Regions from separate parts of the Gossypium hirsutum genome. Here region 2 is linked to region 1. The links are chromatin contacts, called in public Hi-C maps. All regions are on one chromosome and are shown on one strand. Each heading gives the region's core, a stretch centred on a gene start, on an enhancer-like site or on the middle of the called end of the contact. The rest is flanking DNA. Distances are from core to core; before and after follow the strand shown. Region 1 holds the start of LOC107917721 (leucine-rich repeat-containing G-protein coupled receptor 4). Region 2 holds the start of LOC107917779 (protein S-acyltransferase 24).

Evidence for each region. Hi-C and Micro-C count contacts between places; a contact is called where the count stands out from the background.
Region 2: a Hi-C map of leaf shows a contact between it and region 1, with 2.3 times the contacts expected there. The contact joins the promoter of LOC107917779 here to the promoter of LOC107917721 in region 1. A contact is called at or near these places in 11 of 34 Hi-C or Micro-C datasets (callus, fibers, hypocotyl and 2 more).

Annotation. Positions count from the first base shown.
Region 1 is chrA08:31,710,076-31,716,010 of Gossypium_hirsutum_v2.1, reverse strand. It overlaps LOC107917721 (leucine-rich repeat-containing G-protein coupled receptor 4), which reads left to right and starts at 3,097. Exons shown (of 16, transcript XM_016847006.2): 1 at 3,097-3,246; 2 at 4,148-4,477; 3 at 4,566-4,694; 4 at 4,789-4,996; 5 at 5,533-5,679. The coding sequence starts at 4,280.
Region 2 is chrA08:31,952,628-31,958,328 of Gossypium_hirsutum_v2.1, reverse strand. LOC107917779 (protein S-acyltransferase 24) reads left to right here and starts at 4,109. Exons shown (of 13, transcript XM_016847089.2): 1 at 4,109-4,847; 2 at 5,113-5,253. The coding sequence starts at 4,548.

The DNA.
Region 1 (5,935 bases), core at 1,848-4,347:
AATCAGCTTGTTTTTCAAATTTTATTTTTTTACTGTGTAAGAAAATCATTTTCAAACTAGATTTTTTCCAACAGACTTATGATTGGCTTGGCAAAGACATAGGGGCCCTTTTATAGTTTGGGAGCAAGTAAGCCGAAGGGCTTACAAACCAGAGTTGGTGGCAATACTCAAGGTTAACCTAGTGTTCAATGTGGGCAAGTAAGAGGGGTGGGCTCTTGTGAACAAGATGTACAAGTGAGAAATATAGTTTGAGTTAGGCAAAGACAGAGACATAAGTTGAGGCAAATGTTTTGAGGGGCAAAACTAACTGAAAGAGAGACTAGTTGGGAATCGAACGAGGCATTGAAACAGTTCCAAGATGAGCCAAACTAGTGTCATTCCGAGGACGCGACGAGGGCATTGCGAGAATGGGTAGGGAGAATGTCACAAGTCATAGATTAAAACCCGTGAAAAATGCCCATAAAGCATCTCATGGAGGACAACTGATTAAATGAGGCTCATTGACCTACTTGAATTGGCCCAATTTGTGGAATACATGGATAATCCCATCTACTTGAAGCCTTGGTGGCCCAGTGAAACACTCTAGTTAAACTAGAGTTACCATAGTGAATATTGTAAATCCTAAAGGATAAGATTGTATAGAATTTAAATCCCTTAGGACTCCCATCTTGTAAATAGGAACTAATCTCAATCATTGATGTAACTCAAATTGTACCATTGGATCTAGGGAAGCTTAACTATAAATAGAGCCCTTCCCTTTATTTGTAATCATCCCATTGTATCACATTCTTGAGTTAAAGAAAATTTTTGAGAGCATGTACTCAAAAACTTGGCGTGCTTAGTTTTCTTGTGGCTTTTGTGTTTGATTTGAGTTCCTTTGCCTTGTGAGTTTGCTTCCTCTATACTTTGGTATCTTAGAGAATTTCTGTAAGAAATCTCATCCTTCGAGAGATAGGCTGACTTAGGCGAACTAGAAGTAAAGAAATCACCTAAGGTCGCATGGTTTGCCAGACTTAATTTCTAGCCCTGTGACATAAGAAAGGTCTAGTTAATACCATTGAATCCTGAGTTAGTGATTACATAGATTGAACAATTGAATGAGAGATAATGAGAGATAATTGATTAATTAGATTAGGTGAAGTTAGAGTTCCAAGTCTTTAAGATTGATTGAGAAACATAGGAAATTTTATTGTTTTATTTAATAATATCTTTATAGTTTGCTTAAGTTTAATTAATAGTAATTAGAATTTATTTTATTGATATGGATTAGATAAAAACTGAATTGTTGGTATTTAGCAACTCAGAATTTGGTCATTATGGGAACGATATCTTCTTATCACTTTGTTACTTGATCGATATGTACACTTGCCTCACGAATTTTCAATCATCATCTATAAAAATATTTAAAATATATATTAAAAGTGAAAAGCTTGATAAGGTTCTATCACTAAGCTTGAATTGCTCAAGCTTGAGCTTGACTTGATAATTATTAAATTGAGTTCAAATTTTTTAAGTCGAACTCAAATAGATTGCAAACACCAATGTCTCATTTATACTTCTACTTTAGGGTGAATTGTAATGAAATAGGAAAACAATATGGTTTAAGGAGGTAAAAAGAAATAGGCTTATTGGTAAATAATGCCCTCAGTGGAAAATAAAAAAAATCAATTAAGCCCTCAACAAAATTTAGCACCTAATTGAGCCCTTAAAGGATGAAATATTAATCAATCAAGCCCTTCTGTTAACATTGACTAGGTTTGACCGTTAAGTCTCGTTGGCGTGGTTGACAAACCAATCGGAAGGTGACACATGGTAGCCACGTGTACATCATGCTGACATGACATTTTGTCATATCAACAAATATTTTTTAAAAAATAAATATTTTAAAAAAATACATCTAGGATGACCTTGGACACATGATTGTCCAGATTCATTTGGATGGCAACACGTGACTACTATGTGTCTTCCGATTGGTCTATCAAACACATTAGCGAATCTTAATGGTTAAACATGGTCAATATTAACAGAGGAGTTTGATTAATTAGTTTTTCATCCTTTAAAGGCTCGATTGGGTGCTAAATTTTGTTGAGGGCTTCATTAATTTTTTAGTTTTCACTGAGGACTTTTTACCAATAAATCGAAGAAATATAATGTAAATAAATAGAATGATAGTTGTAACTTAGGTAATTTATACCAAAAGTTTGGGTTACTCGATGCATGGTTGTTTATTATCGGTCTAGTTATGTTAGTGTGTTGATCTTCTTAATGTGTTTAATGACGAGTTTGCTGGTCTTACAACCTTGATTGCTCATGATCCTTTCTAGCAAGCTTGTTGAATCTTTGTTATTAATAACTAGATTAATTAAATGTTCTAGGCCTTGTGAACTGTTTTTTTATGGATAATCTTTTAGTATCGGATATAACCTAATATGTAAGCCGGTATAAATAGTTTAAAAGTGTATTTTGATAAATGTTGTTTGAATTAGATTGATCTATAGGATTAAGAATCAATTGAGATATTGAATTAATAAGAGAAAAATAAGTTGACTCGCGAACTAATTAACTAACAACTAAATCAATTTTTATAATTTTTAATAATTTATTTACTTTTTATCGTCAAAACCAATTCAATCGATTAAACTGAAATTTATTTTCAATTTCATAAACATTAATTTAAAATTTTCAAAAGACGTTTAAAAGTCACAAAGCAAATAAAAAATATCACTATTTAGGAGTACTAAGAAAACAATTATGTAAATGATGTCACGAGCGTGATCAAATAAAATGTAAAATCATAAGGTAAAGATTTTAAGCAAAATAAATAAATAAATAAAAGAAGACAAGCATGGCGGCTACGTGTATGATGGGTATTGACTAAGTAGCTTGTCGAAGGAGAATATGAAAATAAAATTGGACAAACTTTTTTTTTTCTTTTTTGGTTTACCCTTCTTGCCCGCCCGCTAACCGAAACGGTCCAGCAGAAAGAACAGGGACTAGTGGGACCCACATTACTCATACACCACCACCTGTCCTTTTCCATCAAAATTTCTCCACGTGGCACTCATCAAACGGCTTCAAAGTCTCCACAAACTCCCCCTCACTTCTTCTACTTGTTTCCCCTGCTTTCTTGCTCTTTCAGTTTCACTTCCTCCTCCTCCTCCTCCTCCTTCCATTTCTATTTCTCTGCAAGTGTTTTGCCTTTTTCCGCTCTGATTATGACCTGATGATTATATCTCTCTTTCTAAGGTCTCCTTTTTCTCTCTTCTTTTTTTTTTTGTGAATATGATCGTTATTCGATACTGTGGTCTTTATTTCTTAGGATCTTTTTTCCGTCCTTTCTTCGTTTGATTCCTCAAGAGGAAAAAAAAAGTTAAAAGTTCTTTTATTTTATTTTGCCAAAGCACCAGAATTCAACTATCCTTAGCTCTTCGCTCCTTAAATTGCGAATTTTTATGAGGAAGTTTTTTTTTCTTTATTTTGACGTGTTACATTGATAACCTTTTGTCTTCTTTTTTTTTTTGTAAAAAAAAAATTGTTGATGATAAAGTAGACAGGTAAATGTGGTGTAAAATGTAAAAACACTTCCTGATCATCGTTTCATATGATCTTTTTATTTTTTTAAATGTTTAGTTGCATTTATTAATTTTATTTTATGGTTTAATGAGGGAGGTTATGCGTTGTCCTTTAAATGGGGTTTTGAATACTTATTCTAGGGGTTTGTAATTTATGTATGTTGGCTTTTTCGGGATGCAAGTTAAGAATTAGGTGCAGCTTAATTTGTTATTTAAACACTTAAACGTTCTGTTTCTTAAGCTCTGTTTTTTCCCCTTTAATAACTGTATTTATTTTGAATTAATGCTCACGATGAGATATCCCTTAAACTATTCAAAGCTCGATTTCAGGAACTTCTCTGTAACTGTTGCTTTCGATGGCTCTGATTTTTTTTTCTTTTTTTATGAATCTATAGCCGTTTCTGTTTACCAACGAGAATTTTGCATTCACAATGCTCGGGATGAGTACTGCTAGCTTTGATTTATACATAAGTCCAATGTCACTTATGCGAGATAATGGGTTTGTTGGTCTTTTGGTTTTGCATTCGTTGTACACTTTAAAGAGCTGACTCTCTGATGCTGTTGTTTCTGTTCAGTTGTGTTGTAAGGTGAAGCAGCGTTTAGACTTCAGAGTTCAGACCATGTTTGATGGTTCTAAAATGGGGAGTAAATTGGTTTTTCTTCTTGCTTCATGATATTTATTGATAATTTATTAGACTATTAGTCTAATGGGGGGAGTGTGTTCAAGGAAAAGAGACCAACAGGTCGTTGAAGATGGAATGAGAAGAGGAGTGTCTGGAAGGTACGGAAAAAGTGGTAGTTCAAAGTGGCTTCTAACCTCCTTTTCTCGGCCCATGGTGGTTCACCAGCCTGGATTGGCCAATTGCCCGTCTCTCATGGAATTATGCATCCATAAAATATGCGAAGTAAGTCTTATCACATTGGTATCTGGCATGTCCTTTAGGGGATTTTTTTTTCTTTTTTTCTTGAAATTATATTCTTTTCCTATCACAGGACATCAACCAGTATAGTTCATTCACAATGCTTCCAAAGGATATAAGTCAACAAGTTTTCAACAAGTTGGTTCTATCTCATCTTCTTACTGATGTTTTTCTTCAAAAGTTTCGTGATTGTGCTCTAGAGGTGAGTTTTCCCTAAATGGTTAAAAATGGAGCACCTTTATTTTTTTATGTCTTCACAGAGAATGAAATTTACCTGATTTTCATGGTGTTGACAGGATGTTTGGTTGGGTGAATATCCCGGAGTGCAGGATAGTTGGATGGATGTCATCTCTTCACAAGGAACATCTTTACTTTCTGTTGATCTTTCAGGTTCTGATGTGACAGATATTGGCTTGGGTCTCCTAAAAGAGTGCTCGAGTCTCCAAGCCTTAACTTTTAACCACTGTGAAAATATTTCAGAAATTGGACTGAAGCATATTAGTGGTAATGTTCTATTTCTTTCTTGGTATAGATGTTACCATAGGCCAGTTTCTGGCATTTTCCTAGATTCTAGCTTGACAAGATACTTGTAAAGAATTACAAGTCTTCTGTATATGTTTTTCCTTTTATTTATTTTCTGTAGTAGACCAATGATACTGAAAAGTTGGGGCAGATTCTATTTCAAGGCTTTTCTTTTGCTATTTTGTGCTGTTTCTTATTTAAAATCATATTTCAAAGGGGAACAAAAAAAACCTAAAATAAAGATGGCATGCTTCCAATATAACATGTTTGGAAACCGTTAAGTATGAAGTATCTATTAAATGTGTTGTAAAAATTAAAGAAATCCCATAAAACTCTTAAGTGATCGTGGTTAGAGAAATGTTATTCCCATATAATCTATTTTATTAATAGTACAATAAAATTTTGCATAATAGTGCCGTTCTGTGGTTAGGATATCTATGCAATAGTTCTTTGGATTGGCATGCTGTTTGACATTGTTTTTGTGCTGATCACGGGCATTATGTTCCTTGAACTTTTAGGTCTAACGAACTTGACATCCTTGAGTTTTAAAAAGAGTGCTGCAATTACAGCTGAAGGAATGTGTGCCTTTTCCAGCTTAATAAACTTGGAAAAGTTGGACCTGGAGAGGTGCACAGGGATTCATGGTGGATTTGTACACATTAAAGGTTTGTTTTGAATGAATCCTTGTGAGACCTTAGAATGCTTGTGTTCTACTGAATTGTTTGCACCTCCAAAAGTGTGCAGTTTGTAACAATTAACCTCTTCTGAACTCTATTTCATGTATTTTGTAATTGATATTTTTATTTTATTTTCTTTCATGCAATTGCATAAGCAATTTAGTATATTCTGATCATGCAATTCTGAGAACAACATGAGAAAATGGAAATACAATAGATATCATATATTGGGATGAAAGTGTGT
Region 2 (5,701 bases), core at 2,860-5,359, 240 kb before region 1:
CAGGCTAGGACACGGGTGTGTCATAGCCGTGTGAAGGACATAGGCAATAGACACGGGCGTGTGTCAGGCCGTGTGAAAACCCTTGTAGGTTCGAATTTAGAATTTAATTCACACGGGTATGGGACATGGACGTGTCCCTAGATGCTTAGGCCTTGTGTGTCACACAGGCCATTAGCACGGCCATGTTATAATGACCACACGGGCGTGTTGCCCTTCCACATGGGCATGTGCCCTGTTTCATGAGTTATTTTTCTAAAGTTAGCTAAAGGACCCGAGTTGGTCCCGAATGGTTTCCAATGGATGTTTAGAGCCTCGTAGGCTCATATCAAGGAGTTCAGACAAAGTTCAAAAATTTTTTAAATTTGATCAAGCCTTGATGATTTGAAAACATTGGAAATGCATGTGTTTAAGTTTAGTAACGCCTTATATTCCGTCCCGGCGTAGGGCACAGGTGTGAGGTGTTACAAGGAAGCTCATTGAGCTTAACAGGTAACTCTGAAGAGCAATTATCAGGGAGCTCTGGATAGCCATATAACAGGATGTTCAGGCGAGCCATATCAAGAAGCTTAAGAAGAGCCTATAACAAGACGCTCATAAAGAGCTGTGTTTGTGTCCGCAATATATGCAGGATCGCAACCGATCATATAACAGGATGCTCACAAAGAGCTGCGGTAGTCCGCAACACATTCAGGGTCACTACCGATCAGGATGCTCGTAGGAACCATGTAATAGGAAGCTCGAGAGGGTTTATAATAGAATGCTCATAAAAGCTATGCTGTGTTCGCAACAGATGCAAGACCACAACCAATTGGGAAATCCTATATTCATCGAATTCCATCTATTCCAAACGGGATTTATACTTATTGAGCAATATCAAGCATGTAATTAATTTTATACATTAAATATTTATACAATTCACACATATTCAACATTCAATTCCAAACATATTAATATACATAATCTAGTTACACGAACTTATCTCAATAAGCGTTCGTATACAAGGATTTACTAATCCGATACTTTTTTGTTTTCCTCGATCCAACTCCATACTAGATCTATTCGGATCTATATAAATGAATTTAATGTCAATTTAATCCATTTCATACTCAATTTAATTCAATTCACACCCTAAGCAAAATTACCATTTTGCCCCTATACTTTCCATAAATGACGATTTTGTCCCTAGGCTCGGAAAATGAAATTCATACAATTTAATCCTTATTCCAAGCCTAACTGATTTTTATATATAACATTTATAGCACATATATTTCATAAAAATCAGAATTTTTTCATGAATTTTACATCTTTACAATTTAGTCCCTAAATCACAATTTCATGAAAATTCACTTTACAAAAGTTGTTTATCTATCAACAACCTTTCATTTTCTACCATAAATTTCAAAATTTCAGCATATTCATCCATGGAAAAATTTTAATACTAAAATTACTTTACAAATTAATCCCCAAAATAGCTAGATTGGTTATTCCGATCTCAAAAATATAAAAATTACTAAAAACCGGGACGAGATTACTTACTCAATTATGCTTGCTTGATTTTCTTTCTCTTTCCTAGGGTTTCTATAGAATTTGGGGAAGAATATGATATAAAATGATAATATTTGATATTTATTTATTTATCATCTTTTATTTATTTCAATTTCCAATTTAGACCTTTTCTTTTTTTAATTTTCCATGTATGAATCATCAAAAATATCTAGTAACTTTTCTTAATGGTCTAATTACCATATAAGGACCTCCAATTTTGAATTCCATAGCTATTTGATACTTATAGCTACTAGAACTAAACTTTTACATTTCATGCAATTTGGTCCTTTCTATAATTAAACACAAAATCAGTAAAATTTTCTTATCAAAATTTTCATATGTCTTTCCTATCATAATATAGACCATGCAATAATATTAAAATAAATTTTCTTTCCAACTCGGGTTTGTGGTCCTGAAACCAATGTTCCGATTTCATTGAAAACGGGCTGTTACAAGGGTTGTTACAAAGGATGGCAACTACCCTATTCAAAGTATTATTTCTTCTACTGATTTTTGTGTTTTAGGGTAATAAAAATGTTCAAACTGATCATTGGAAGAATTCGATTAAATGTATGTTTTATTCTTCCTTTGTACTATGATTTGATGAATGTTTGATTACTTTAATTTTATTTTTCAGACTTGTAATAGGATTCTAACAATAAGTTGTGTTACCACACCTTTAAAGATCTTACTAAGGCATAAATCTATTTGTCATAGGTGGAGTAATTGGCCTTCCCTCTTGCATTAAAATGGCTCCAACACCAACATTGAAGCATTGCATTTTACCTTAGAAGTGTTATTAAAATATGGAAGTTTAAGAATAGGTGCACCACAATACTTATCTTTCAAATTTTAAAAGGCCTTCTCTTGCTTGTTGTCCTACTTAAATCCTATATTCTTTTTTACGATTTTGATTTGTAGGGCAATAAGTGTGTAGAAATATTTCACAAAATGTTTATACAAATTAGCAAGTCTATAGTCAAAATTAGATTTAGGAGTAGACCATACTTGAATGATTCTCACCTTTTCTTTATCAAATTCAATCCCTTTTGCACTAAATATAAATCTTAGAAAGATCAACTTGTCTATGAAAAATTATGCTTCTCAATGTTAGAATAAAAGTTGTTCCTAACAAAAACAATTCAAAACTAATCTAACATTCTTAACATGGTCATTAATTATGCACTATAGATTAAAATTTCATGAAAGTAAACAACAACAAATTTTCCTAAATATTGTCTCAAAATGTGATTCATCACTCTCATGAAAACACTAGGTGCATTAGTTAAACCAAAAGGCATTACCAACCACTCATGAAGTCTATATTTGTTTTAAAATGCTTGTTCTATTTATCATCACCTTTCATTAGAATTTGATGATAACTCCTTTTGAGATAAATTTTAATTAAGATGGATGCACCATGTGATTTATCAAACATATCGTCAAGTCTAGGAATTGGATGCTTATATTTAATGGTAACACTATTAATAACTCTACAATCAACATACATTCTAAAACTACCAACTTTAGGCACTAAAATTATCGAAACCATGCAAAGACTAAGGGATTCTTGAACATGTCCCTTTTTTTACAATTCTTGCACTTACATTTGCAACTCCATATATTTAGGATTACTCTGATAAGCTAGTCAATTAAAAATTATAAAACTCGACATAAAGTTGGTTTAATACTCAATGCCTAAAAAAATTGGTAAACTTGTAGGCATCTCATTTGGAAAACATCTTCAAATTTGTACAAACGAGAAATAAACATAGTAGGCAATTCTTATCAAGGTTGGATGAACATAGTAGGCAAATTTTGTCAAGGTCAAACCAACCTAATGTTGAACTCGAATCAACCAAGAAACTACTGCCAAGAGTCCCAAGGGACCCACCGCATCAGTGATGCACAAAATGCCAAGTCTTAGATAGTCTATCCTTTCATCATCATCTCGGATTCCAATTTTAAAAACACTGTCACTATACTTTATCATGATAAGGCCCTTTGAGAATAGTTCCCAATAGGTCTATTGGGTGGTACCCTTACCTTATCAAATCTCATATATACACTAGAAAATAACTATAGATTGAAAATTAAAAACTAAAAACTAAAACTGCAATTGCTTTCAGAAAAAGGTTGAATGGACAAAACAAAAATCCACGAAAGTGTAGAGAAAAATCATGATAATGTCGACTAAGAATAAGAAAAATTAAAATAGAAGGTGTGACTAGAGACAACACCAAAATTGACCCCACTTTTGATAAAAGAAAATTTGATTTAAAAAAGTTAAATAACTAAAATATTATAAGAAGAATTTTGTTATTGACGTTGGAGAAGGTTTTATTTATTTTTAATAAATCCCTTCTTGTAATAAAACTTTGCAAAGCCCGTCTCCATGTGTTAGATGATTTGGATGGTAGGTTTTTCTGTAAAAATAATTTTCAAGAAAATAACTTTTTAATATTTTATATGAAAATAAAGGTTTTTAAAAAATATAACGCTAAGTGGATTAAAAATAGTAGGAGTATAAATATAAATAAGAAATACAAAGTTGCGTTGATGAAAAATGAATAAAATAAGAAATAAATACAAGTTGACAAAAGGAAAGGGATATGCTGAATGATGTAAATAGGTAAAGTTGACGGGGTCAATGAGCAAACATTAGAAAGAAAAGAGAGAAACAATCGGCAATGGATCTTCCTTCTCTTTTCTCTGAAATTGACTTTCATTCCTACGGATAATCGCTTTGGCTTTCGATTGGTTTCGGCCTCTTTAGTCAAAACGCAAAGGACGCCAAAGCGCAACCACATTCCTCCCCCCCTTCCCCTTCCCCTTCTTTCCTCGAAAAACCCTAACCGGCCCCACCATTTTTCATTTTTTTTCCAATTTAAGAGAAAACTAAAAAAAAATATTCAGAAACAAAGTCAACCGGAGATAATTGAAAAGGAGATTTCGATTTTTCCTTCGTAGGACTGTTTTGGTTGTTGGGTTTTTTTGGAGAGATGTCGTCGGAGATCGAGGTTGTTGAAGACGTTCAACCCTTGAAGCAATTGGATGGCGTTCTGGCGAATGGAAATGGATATTATGGGGGAGGGAACAATGGGGTTGTTGGTGGTTTCGTTGATGATGAGAGCTTGAGGAATGATGTCTACACGGTTGCTGCTTATGGGGATTTGGAGAAGCTCCAAAGGTTGGTTGAGTACGAGGGTCGCTCTCTTTCCGAGCCTGATGGCCTTGGTTACTATGCCCTCCAATGGGCTGCTTTGAATAATAGAACAGCTGCTGCTCAGTACATCATCGAGGTCTTTTATCCTTCTTTTTATGGTTTTTTGATGGATTTTCTGAATTGCCTTTTATTGTCAGAGTTTGGAGTTGATTTTATTTATTAGTCAACTGGGTTTATGGATTCCGTATCTTTAAAAAGTTTGCTTGATCAGGCTTTTAATGGGTTTACTGAAATGGTTTTTGGGAATCCATTCTTTTAAGCTGTTTCATGTTGGTATTGAAGTTTTCATTGGATTAAATTCGGTTGAAGTGACTGGTTTTTGGGTTTTCTTTATTTGCTAGCATGGTGGAGATATACATGCTGCAGATCACAACGGGCAGACAGCCTTGCATTGGAGTGCAGTCCGAGGTGCGATACAAGTTGCTGATATTTTACTCCAAGAGGGTGCTCGGGTGCATGCTGCTGACATCTATGGCTACCAGGTGAAATTATATGGTTCTTCTCAAATGGATTTGGGAATGTGATCAGTGATGTAAATAAATGTCTAAACAGTGCTAGCTGTTTTAGACATTCTTCTCTGCTTGAAGTTGGTTTTATACCAGCATAAGCATCATTTATATGTGTTTTAGGAGCAGTAGAACTCAGCAGTATATGGTTTTCATTACATCATATTGATCTTTTGAGGCTTAAAGAATATATATTTTTGCTATGCATTTTAGTCAAGACTGTTGCTGCAGATGATATTTGTTCCCTTTCTCTCCTAGTTTAGGACCTCAAAAAATGTTGAAGTACTATGCATTCTTGTTTACTCTGGCTTGCTAACCTATTAAATCCCCCTTATATTTCCTCTCTAATATTTCTCCTTTTAGTATCGTCTCTATCATATTCTAATTTATGCAGCTGTTCTTTACTGCTGTTGGTGATACACTT